Regions from separate parts of the Anser cygnoides genome. Here all the other regions are linked to region 2. Evidence: chromatin contacts called from public Hi-C data. All regions are on one chromosome and are shown on one strand. Each heading gives the region's core, a stretch centred on a gene start, on an enhancer-like site or on the middle of the called end of the contact. The rest is flanking DNA. Distances are from core to core; before and after follow the strand shown. Region 1 overlaps SCFD2 (sec1 family domain containing 2). Region 2 holds the start of PDGFRA (platelet derived growth factor receptor alpha). Region 3 overlaps SCFD2 (sec1 family domain containing 2).

What was found. Hi-C and Micro-C count contacts between places; a contact is called where the count stands out from the background.
Region 1: a Hi-C map of granulosa cells shows a contact between it and region 2, with 1.8 times the contacts expected there. The contact joins the enhancer-like site here to the promoter of PDGFRA in region 2. A contact is called at or near these places in 2 of 7 Hi-C or Micro-C datasets (granulosa cells and liver).
Region 3: a contact with region 2 is called in a Hi-C map of liver, with 2.9 times the contacts expected there. The contact joins the enhancer-like site here to the promoter of PDGFRA in region 2. A contact is called at or near these places in 3 of 7 Hi-C or Micro-C datasets (granulosa cells and liver).

Annotation. Positions count from the first base shown.
Region 1 is chr4:28,225,816-28,229,184 of Taihu_goose_T2T_genome, reverse strand. All of the region lies in intron 4 of SCFD2 (sec1 family domain containing 2), which reads left to right. Among named protein-coding and RNA genes, the nearest start is that of SCFD2, 75 kb to the left of the region's middle. Within about 2 kb of position 1,429, at least 1 of the 3 cell types and tissues checked has open chromatin away from gene starts, as enhancers often do.
Region 2 is chr4:28,662,313-28,665,754 of Taihu_goose_T2T_genome, reverse strand. PDGFRA (platelet derived growth factor receptor alpha) reads right to left here and starts at 1,465. Exons shown (of 23, transcript XM_013172769.3): 1 at 1,446-1,465. The coding sequence starts at 1,454. LOC106030789 (a long non-coding RNA gene) reads left to right here and starts at 12. Exons shown (of 3, transcript XR_007158817.2): 1 at 12-970.
Region 3 is chr4:28,160,565-28,164,201 of Taihu_goose_T2T_genome, reverse strand. The region is part of intron 5 of SCFD2 (sec1 family domain containing 2); the gene reads left to right. Among named protein-coding and RNA genes, the nearest start is that of RASL11B, 60 kb to the right of the region's middle. Within about 2 kb of position 2,096, at least 1 of the 3 cell types and tissues checked has open chromatin away from gene starts, as enhancers often do.

The sequences.
Region 1 (3,369 bases), core at 180-2,679, 440 kb after region 2:
GTACATGTCATAAGAGTCATCCAGATCCTGGATTTAACAGAAAGTACTTTTCATATTTCATTTTGATGTTAATAAACAGTGTCTAAAGGAGCTTTGTAATACTATTCTGTCTTCCAAAATAGGATCCAAGTCTCAGATAAATGACTTAAAGTATTTTGTGAGTTGTAATATATAACCGAGATCCTCTGGATTCTCTCATTCAGACTGTAGTTTCTCATGCCTCTTTCCTTTTGCTGCTGTGCATCTCCATATGGGATATCACTTACGCCCTGAATGTCTGCTTCTCTTGTCCTCTGAGTGGACTGAAAGAGGGCCTGTTAGAGAATCGGGAGCTTTCTGTACTGGGGAAGGGGAGAAGAATTTTCTAGTAGCCGCCAAAAAAGAAATTAGTGGTTTTCTGCTGTTACAGTGGTATGGCTATGCAGCGGGACAAGCTGTGTGCAGCAAAACTTGGCAGCGCTCCAGCTTGAGGTGTGGGGCACCAGATAAGAACAATAGAAATTACATCGAAGTGATATATTTTCACTCTTGCAAGAGCTTTGTGCAACAGAGACTGTGAGGTAGCCAAACATACCCATACCAGCTATTGAAAAGCAGCTCGAATGCTGCGGATGCGCCAGCTAAGTGGTTACAGCGGGCTCGGGCTGTGCCTGGGCTGCGTTGCCACCAGCATACCACAGCTCACGGTATATGTGGAAATCATTCGCTGCACTGAATGTCATTGCTTGTACCTGGGCATCAGCATCAGCCCATCCAAGCACTTGAGTTGATGCTCGGTGGTGTGAGGAAGTGGCCTCTGGTCACAGGTGGAGGACAAGCAGGAGGCTTGCAGTCATGCATGGAGGTGAGCACTGGTCTTCTGAGTCGCAGCCTGGTGCCGGGCTGCTGGGCCATCCTTCCTTTCTCTCCTGCCAGAAGGCATGATGGGGAACTAGAAAATACCTTGGCACCTCAAATGTCTACCATTTACAACTGAAGTTGTTTTGTTCCATTGTACACACACAACGCTTTTTTTTTTTTTTTTGCCTGTTTTTGAAGTCTGAATTATAAGCAATGTAACTCAGCACATCTTAATATTCTCTTTGAATAATTAAATAAATAGTTAATATAAAGATAGGAAACATGCAGGCTTATCTTTAAGGCTGTTGTTTTCCTGGTTAAAATGGCATGGTATATGCATCTCCCCAGAGCTTCAGAGAGAAACTTAAGGAATCCTTCCTGCGTGAAGCAACTAGGAAGTACATACAAAAGTAACTGAAAACTTCTAAAGTCCTTAAATGTTTGGAATGACATGCATGATTTAAGTGTTTTTGGATATTGGGACCAGATGTCCAGCTCTCCAGTCAGCTCCCTTTGCACAAATGTGATATCAGGAGGGAGTTACGCTGACTCAGGCGCTCAGCCGAGTGGGAGGGAGATCCCAGAAAGCCAAGATCACTTTTCTGCTTGTAGCTCATGCTGGAGGAACGGACGGGGAGGAGCTGTGGCAGGAGCCATCCCTGGCAGTCAGGATGCCCCTCGTATGGCTCTTGCAGCTGGCAGCTGGGGAGAGCATCCCGGTGTCTTCTCCATGCAGAGCAAGGAGCCAGCCGCAAAGGTGCTGCTGCTGCCTGCCGGCTGAGGAGAGGGCACATAGGCCACGTGGCATCGAGCAGCATGACAGAAATTCGGATGTTGGGCATACTTTCTAATAAGCAGTGTGCTAGAAGGTCATATAACCGCGCACAAGCATACCCAGCCCCGGGTGTACAGTCTGTTCACCACTGTGTGTGAATACCATCCTTGAGGATTTCTGCTGAATTAAGGAACTGAAAGAGCGGCTTTTATGTAGTACAGTTAAACTTTGCTTAAAGAGAGGGAGCTGTTGGCTTTGAGGGGAGGAGAAGATTTCTACGATGGGATGAGAAAGTTAACAAAAGAATGGGATTTCAGAATTTTTTCACCGTAGCACTATGATGTTGGAAAAATAATCACCATTTTATATATGCCTGGATTTCACTTGATGTTTCATACTTGATGTATAATCAGTAGTTATTGAGGCTGCTGCTCTTGTACATGTATAAGGGAAAAAAAGTACATCTATACTCTGACATGTTGCTGTTTTTTCTGCCATCTGCTGCTCCCCGGAAGATGATAACATGACTACTTTTTAATGGCAGTGGAAAACTGGAGAGGAGAATTAGGGCTTGAACCTGATACATTTCATAGGATGAGATGAGGTACAGCTGTGTACTCTAAGCTTGTTTCATTTTCCCATTCTGAAAAAGGAAAAGAAAAAGCTCTTCCTTGTACAAATCAAACCATAGTGAGCATCCTCCAGTGAAGATGTCCTGTCGATGAAAGATTCCTTCCACACACAAAAATGGACGGGGAGGCTCATAAGTTACAAACCTACTCATGCGCGGGACATCTGCCTTTAATCACCATGAAAGCCCGAATCCTGTTTAAAGCACGGCGAGCCTTGTACAAGGGCTAGAAATGTCAGTAGTCTATTGTGATAACATTTACTGTACTGATTAACAGCCTCGGTGCCCTGCAGTGGACTGATAATCTGCCTTCGCATGTCTTTGTGCTGCCGTTCTGTCTCCTTCCTGTGGGCTGAGTGGGGCGTGCAGGCGGAGCACTGGAGCTTTCTCATGTACAAAATCTGCCACATTCACATATTTTGCTTTGTGGTTTATGTCATATTTTCTGTCTCTGTCTATCTGCATACCAAGTATAAAATATTTTAAAGACAGTGTAAAATATGGTGAAGTTAGCTGGTGTTTAAATTCCTATCTGGAAAATGCAGTAGTGTGTGATCCAGCGTCTGGTCTCATATGATCATCTCATATAAGTTGCTGTTTTACATGGCCATCAAGTTTCTTGACTCTTAATGAGTTTCAATTCCTAACATTTTGGTAATTTCCGGTAGTTTCTGGCAGGTATGTTTATTTTATGATAGCTTTTCACTAAGTTTCTCACTGTTTTTTTATAAGAAAAGGGACGAAACAAAAGGGATGGAGGGAGAGAATGCTCAGATCTACATCCATTTCCGTTGCAAATGTCAATAAGAAATTGGATTCTGGGGATACTGTGAAAGGGGGCACGTTTTGGCCAAAGTAGTACCTTTATTCAACATATAATTGGAGTACTATCATCTCTAAGATTAAAGCTCTCAAGTATATGCTTGGCCATAACTTGGTTGGAATTGTGATTCATCTGATGCTTTGGCACAATCTGACTAGGCATTGATTCTTGTGGTAATAATATATGATACATGTCGTGATGGTCTGTTAATAGCAAACTTCTAGGGGCAGAATTTGACTAGATTTGTTTAAAAAAAAAAGAAAAAGATAATGCATTCACAAACAAAAAAGTCTACAGGAA
Region 2 (3,442 bases), core at 216-2,715:
GGAGAGTTTTGCACTGCGGGGGGAAGGAAAAAAAAAAATAAAGGGGGAAAAAAAAAAAAAACTTTGGTGAAAAGTCAGAGGGCTCCCAATTTCGTGAATGAGCCTCCTCCCTCAGCCCCTCCAGGACGGTGGGTCACGGTGTGAGGTTATGGACGGGGAGCTGGAGCTGGAAACGAATTGGCGGCTTCCTCGTGTCCTTTGTGCGCTCCTGAGCGCGGGCACGGGCCGCAGAGCAGCACGGAGGGCTGCGAGGCAGCCAGAAGCAGGAGGCACCGGGCGAGAGGGGCAGAGCCGCACCGCTCGGGTTTATGAATGAAACCACAACGAAAGGCAGCCGTCGCCGGGAGCCGGCCGCCCCAAACCCTGCTGCTGTGCCGGGACCGGGGAAGCTCTTCTCATCCTCTGTGCCCTCGGCCCGGGAGCCCGGTCTGAGCTCGCCCGGGGCCCCGACGGCTTTAGCCGGGGACCTCCGCCTCGCCGTGGCGACCAGCGCTGGCCGGGGGAGGTGGCGGGGGCTGCCCCCGTCGCCCCGCTGCGGGGTCCCGGAGCCGAGCCCGGCGAGCGGGGCGATGCTGCGGCCGCGGGAGAGGGGGCAGTGCAGCCCCAGGAACCGAGCGGGGACGGAGGCCCCTGGCTCCAGGGAGGGCTCCGGCCTCGGAGCCGAGCCCCCGGGCTTCTCCCGCTTCCTCCCTTCCCGCTCCGGCCCGCCTCCCTCCCTTTTTTCTTTTTATTACTATTTTTTTCCGTTTAGGGCTAAACAAAAGTTTTGTCCTCAAAGTCAAGCGGCAGGATGCGGTGGTTTTTCTCCCTCCCTAAACCAAGGAGAGCTGAGCCTCCGGAGCGAAGATGCCCCGAAGGGAGTGAGGGCAGGCAGGAGAAGAACAGCGTGCTCAGGCCGAGGGCCCTGTGGCGAGGCTCGCAGGGTCCCCAGCCTTTTTGCACGCTCTCCGCTAGTGCATCCTCAGCTCGGGTGAGTGCACAACCCCGCTATTGCTTCCACATGTTCCTGCAGGAAACCAGCGGAGTCAGATCCCTGGTCGGAATGCTAACAGGATACCGTAATGCTTGTGAATAAACAACAGGCTGCGAGTGAGTCAAAAGCACAATGAGGGAAAAAATAATAATAAAAAAAAAATGGGTACACCCGGGTGTTCTCCACCTGGGGGGCGAGCACAGGCAGCAGCCCGGCCCCCCGAGGTTGTGCAGGACGAGCCCCGACGGGACGGGAGGGCTTCGGGCAGGGTTCAGCACCGCGAAGATGTGCGGCTGTAGAAAGTGCGTGAGCTTGAGGCCGTGCGGGGCTCGGGCTGGCACCCAGGAGCCTGCTTTGACGGGTTTGAGGATGGAGGTGACGCCTGGCGAGGGACCCGCCAGCATCAGCCGCGACGCCTGCTCAAGGAAAAGAGCAAAAGGAAGGGGAGAAGGCGCTCTCTGTTTGCAATTACCTGCCTCATTTGAATAATGCCTTCGTCGTGATCATTATCGAGCATTCGTTAACGGCTTCCACGTGGGATCTCACAAGAACGAGGGCAGAATAAAACCAAATTGCGGGCTCGGGACGGGCAAAAAGCTGCGGGCGGGGACCCCGGCGGCTGCTGCGGGGCCGGGCCGGGGGCAGCGGGGCCGCTTTCCCCGAGGTGGCTCCCCCTTCCCCGCCCCGACGGCAGGGGACGAGGGGCCCCCTGCCCGCGGGAGGAGCCCGGGAGCCTTGTCGGGGCCGTTCCCCCCCTCCCGGTGCCGGCGGTGCCTGGGGGGTGTTTGAAATAACCCCTCCGGGACGGCTCCCGAGCGCTCCCCCCGCCCCGTGTGGCGCAGGGGGGTCCCGTCCAGGGGCTTGGGGTTAGCGAGAGGACAGGCTGGGGGTGGGGGGATTTACACCACGGCAGCCCCCTCCCCTCCCAGCCCCTCTCCCCTCCCCCGGAGTGCTGCAGCATAAGGCATCCTGCCTGTTTATGTGGCAACAGATGGAAGCCGCACGTCTTAAACAACCCGGGCTGAATGGAGCCGCTGCCGCCTGTTTACTTTCCCAATCTGCAGGCCCCCAACACCCCCCAACACCCCCGCGGGGGCGGTCGCAGTCCCGGCCCCCTCCCCGGTTCCGCAGCGCCCGCAGGCTCCGGGCGGCGGGCACCGACGGGGCGGCTCGCTGTGGCCCCGGGAGCTTGCGGGGGGGCTGGGAGCTGGGATTTTGGGCTCGGTCGGAGGGCAGGGATGGGGCTGAGCGCCGTCGGCCACGTTTTAGGGATGCCCGGTGCCGGCTGAGCTCTCCCGTAGGCACAGCGCCGCTCAGGAGGACCGCGACACCCCTGGATGCACACCTCTCTGCTCATTAGTATTTTTCTATTTTTCTAAGCTTTTTTATTTATTTTTTTTATTTCTTTTTCTAAATATCCATTCAATGGATATTTCCATTCTCGGGCCCGCCCGTTTCCCGAGCAAAACACCGGCCTAAGCCACAACCCCTGCATCGAGAAGGGCAGCTCCGGGCCGGAGCAGAGCCCCGACAAACCCCGAGAGAGGGAGAAAACCGAGCGGCCTCTCCTCGCTTGTCCCTGTAAATCTGTGCCCCCGTCTGTCGCGGAGGGAGGAGAACACAGCAGCGGGACAGACGGGGACAGACCGGGGGCACAGCCGGGCTCCGCCGAGCCCAGCCCCGCCGAGGGAGATGCTCGGCCCCTGCAGACGTGCCGCGTTTACAGCCACGGCGGGGATTTTTTGATTTTTCCCTTTTTCCACAACTCCCTCGTTCTGTTTGTCCGACATCGGCTGTCCCCGTGTCGGTGGGCGAGCAGGGAGCCAGACAAAAGAAATTAACGGCTGCTCCCCGCCGCCAGCCTCCCCTCCCCTACCTTTATTTTCATTCACCCCCGAGTGGTTTAAGGCAGTGCCCCGTCCCCGTCCTGTTCCCTCTAAGGCCTCTGCTGCCCCAACATCGAGTTGTTTTGCTTTCGTTGTCACATTTGCCTCATGACGTTAAAAAATGCCAGAACAAGCGTGGCAGCCTTATTCTTTGCGGTGGGAAAAAAAAAAAAAGCTTTGTTTTTCCTGATTTTTTTTTTAATTTTTTTTTTTTTTTTTGGGACTGGGGCAGCACAACCAGGCTGCTCCGGTCCTAACCCGGTTTAGGGGTGGGGTAATGGGGCGGGAGCGGAGGCTGCAGGGGCAGCAGGCGGGACGCTAGGGGGCACCGCAGCCCGCGGGAGGAGCGGCCGGGCAGCGCCAGCCACCGGGGGGAGCGGGCACACGGCTCCCCCCCTGCACCGGAGGAGCTCTCCTTTCATAGATCCACACCCCCCCAAAGAAAAGAAAAAAAATTTAGCAGCCGCCCTCCCCGTTAGCCAGCGGGAGAGGGCAGCGCTGGGTGCGTGCCTGTGTCTTGCAGCCGGGGGGGACGGTTTTCTTTCTTAAATATAACCAGAGAGCCCGAGGAGGAGTTCAGTGG
Region 3 (3,637 bases), core at 847-3,346, 500 kb after region 2:
ATCCCCAGAATTAACATGAAATCTCATTGGTGTAAAAAGTGGCAGTTTGGTTTTTTACCAGCAAGAGTGGACAAAATAAGCAGATAAATTGGTCCAAATTCAGGATGTGCGTAAAAACATCAAACTTCAAGCTCAAATGTGATGAGAATAAGAGTAATAAAGAGTAGTAGTATGTCAAAATCTGAAGGGAAGAGCCTTTCCCTCATTATTCTTAACATAGCCTGTTGAACGTTTTGGGTGAGAGAAGGCAGCCTACCTGCTCTCCTCTGCCCAGGGGCTGTACGAGTGGCTCGGCTCTTACACAGCCAGCTGCCCCTCACTGCACTGGTGCAGCACACCCAGAGCCCCTTCGCTTGCCCCAAAATCAAGCACGTTCCCAGCTGCAGCCAAACACAGGGTGAGTGTGGAAAGCTGTAGGAGACAGCAGTGAGTGTAGGAGTTGGGTTGGGTTTCTGTCTGCTGCAGTGGGTTTTGTGGCACAGGGAGATGCGCTTTTATCTTAACATAGTCCTGTTGAACATGTCCTGCTGAAAGCCTTTGCCAGCATGCCTGTTACCCTCGGGAAGACTGAGGTCAGTGAGATCCCGCGTGGTGGTTTAATGTGCGGGCACAGCGGGTGGAGATGGCTGCTCAAAGTACACGGGCTAGTCTGAAGCAACTAGCCATGTCTCCTCGTATTAGATGTGCTGTCGGTGCTCAGTTGGACGAGGGGAAGCTCTTGTCAAGTCCCGTCACCGTGGATGTGGCTCGGATGGACGGGGGCTGCCTCTTGCACCCCAGCACCCCTCCTTGGAGGTGTGGGAAGAGCGGCTCTCTGCTTGCTCAGCAAGATCGTGTCACTCGGAGGGAGGCTCCGGAGACGTGACCTCTGTAGCCTCTGCACAGCACATTGCATTCAAGCAGTAATTAGCAGCGGTGTGGAACTAACTTGGGGAACGCAGGAACAATGCCGTGGCCCAAGCTACTGCCTTTATAAATTAAATCAGTGTCTGGGGATAGTTACCGACTTGGCTCTTCCTCTCCCCCTTCTGCTTCTTCCCTCCTACCCCCACTGCAGTATTTCTAGACAGTGTTTTAGCAAAGGCTGCAAATAAAAACATTTTGCCTCTGCTGCAGACACAACTGATTATGGGTATACAATGATAATTATATTTTTGTACTGGAAGTGAAACACTCTGCTCTGTTATCAGCTTTGTTATCAGGCCTTACAATTTTTATGGGATAGTATTTCTGTAGTATTAGCAGCACTGTATATGCAATTGAAAACTAGATGCAGTAAATTATGGCTGAACACCAGCAGTCCAAAGGTTAATTTGATTGTACAAGTACAACCTCAGAGTTATGCATAAACATATGCTCTACATACTTATTAACGAGCAAGGTCAGACTGGCATGAGTTTTGTTATATTTATATTTCCTGAATATTCTTCAAGAGTTTACATATGATCTTCAGGACAGATAACGCAGAGATCTGTTTTCAGGAAATGCCTATTTTAACCGTAAGGAAAATAGCAGGATTGAAATTGTTAGCTTGAAGTTTGCCTGTTTTTCAGTTAATGGAGGGGTTGATAGGGGTCTGAAAGAGTGCCAGTAACTTGTGGTTGGCATCACCCTCAAGGCTGTGTGTGTTTGGGAAAGGCACAGAGAAGGAAACCTGTGAACCCTAAAGCATTTGCAAGTCGTAATCAGATGTACAGCTGCGAGGGAGTACATCAAAGAACCTCCTCTGTGCATTTGTATTTCAGTGCAACTGCCTACAGCTTGAGACAAAGCTCGTTCACAGCGCCCACCTTTCCAAAATCATGGTTGGATCATCTCTCTCCGTTATGCCAAAGGACCTGGACAGCTAATGCAGGGTGAAGTAAAGCTCCTCGGTTACATTGCTTCTACTGATTTAGAGCATTTTCCTGTGATCACTTGCTGTGGGGTAACCTTACTGGATGAAAGGATAACCTTGCTGGATGAAAGAATCCAGCCTCACATTTGTCTTCGTGTAGCCTCAGAGTTCCTTCATCATATCTGATTTACTGCGTTACTACATTATTATAGCTTGGCATATTTAAATCCAGTTTAGTATGCACACAGCTCATTCAGTCTAGGTGTCTCATTGTGTGCTTAAAATTTGGCAGCGTTCAGGTGCCCTGGTGGTTAATTTTGATGAGTTAACACAGAAACCCATCAAAGTGAAGATAAATTATACTCTTTCTGCCAAGAAGTAGTACCTTGGTGAATTAAAGCTACACAGACTTTACAAGCAGTGGCCCTGCTCCAGTGTTGAGTCCAGATACAAGGTTGGTGCCCAAGTGGTAAAATAAAATTTGTTTGCAGAGGCAGTTCTCAAAAGTGGTTGCCCGCAAAGCTTCAGCTGCAAATGCTACAGGGGAATACTGCTTTTCAGATACCTGTTCCCATACAAACTTTCTCATATAATTCGAAATAGTAATAATAATAATAATAAAAATAACAGATGTTCTCAAATATCTGAGGAATATTTTTGAGTGAATCTAGACTTCTCTTCCTTGAGAGAAAATGGTTGGTGGGGAATTATCACTGCGACTGGCATCCTGTGTTGCAAGGGACATTTGCCCCATTGTTCTCTCTGTACATCGGTTAAGTTATGGGACTGCTAAACGTGGATCCTATCTGTCTGCAGGATGTGGATCCTAAAGATGACATTTTCACTAATCTGTTCTTCATTTTTAGTGTTTTGAGATGCTTGACATCAGCGTGTTGCATGTGTAAGAGCGAGCACTTAAGCATTGCAAATGTTGTCAAATATCATTTTGAAACCCCCTTGAAAGGGTTCAAATGTTTATTATAAACTGCATCTCCATGTTATCCTTTCTGAGCATGAAGCACTGGCATCGGTTATGCTTTGTGATACAAGCCTGCTCGGGTGGGTGTGAGAAGTATGGAAGGCAGAAAATGGGGTCACCTCTGTGCCTGCAAGCCAGGAGCAGGCAGGATGTGTGAGCCGTGGGCAGGCAGCTTTCTGCTGGGGCAGGGGAGCGGTTAATTTAATTTGGGAGAGGAGGCAGCAGCTAGAAAGCAAGTGGTTCCATATACTATCTCTGTTGTTATTGCCAGTTCAACTTAATTCAATTCTGATAATGTCGACAGATCTCTCTGTACAACATCTTTGGGCCGTATGGAGCTAGTCTGGCAGCTCCCCCAACCCAAATGGGTGTCTGGCACTATCCATCATATTGCTCATGAGGCTCAGACAGTGTTTTATCCAGAATCCTGTAGCAGCCTCGGCATATATACACTACCCAAAAGTAGATCTTGCAAATCTGCAGTGGTCCCGTTTGTACCACCATTGCTCCATGTTGGCCTTCAGCTGTGTCATCATTGAGAATTTGGGCCCATGCAGGGAACTTCCCAACAATTTGAGACATATAGACATCATAGAGAATAGCATTACATTTCTTCAGTGCAGCTGCTCCTGATTTTCTGTGTTCATGTTAAGGGGAGAATAAAATATGGCTGTAGAAAAGCACTGCTGAGATTGTCCACTCCCTTGCTCATCTCCATCAGCAAATAGATCATTCACCGAGGGAAGAGGAGAGTCTCGGTTCTGCTCTCCTGGCCGACAGCTTCAAATCTAGACAAAAGATTGATCAGTCTTCTGTGCAAA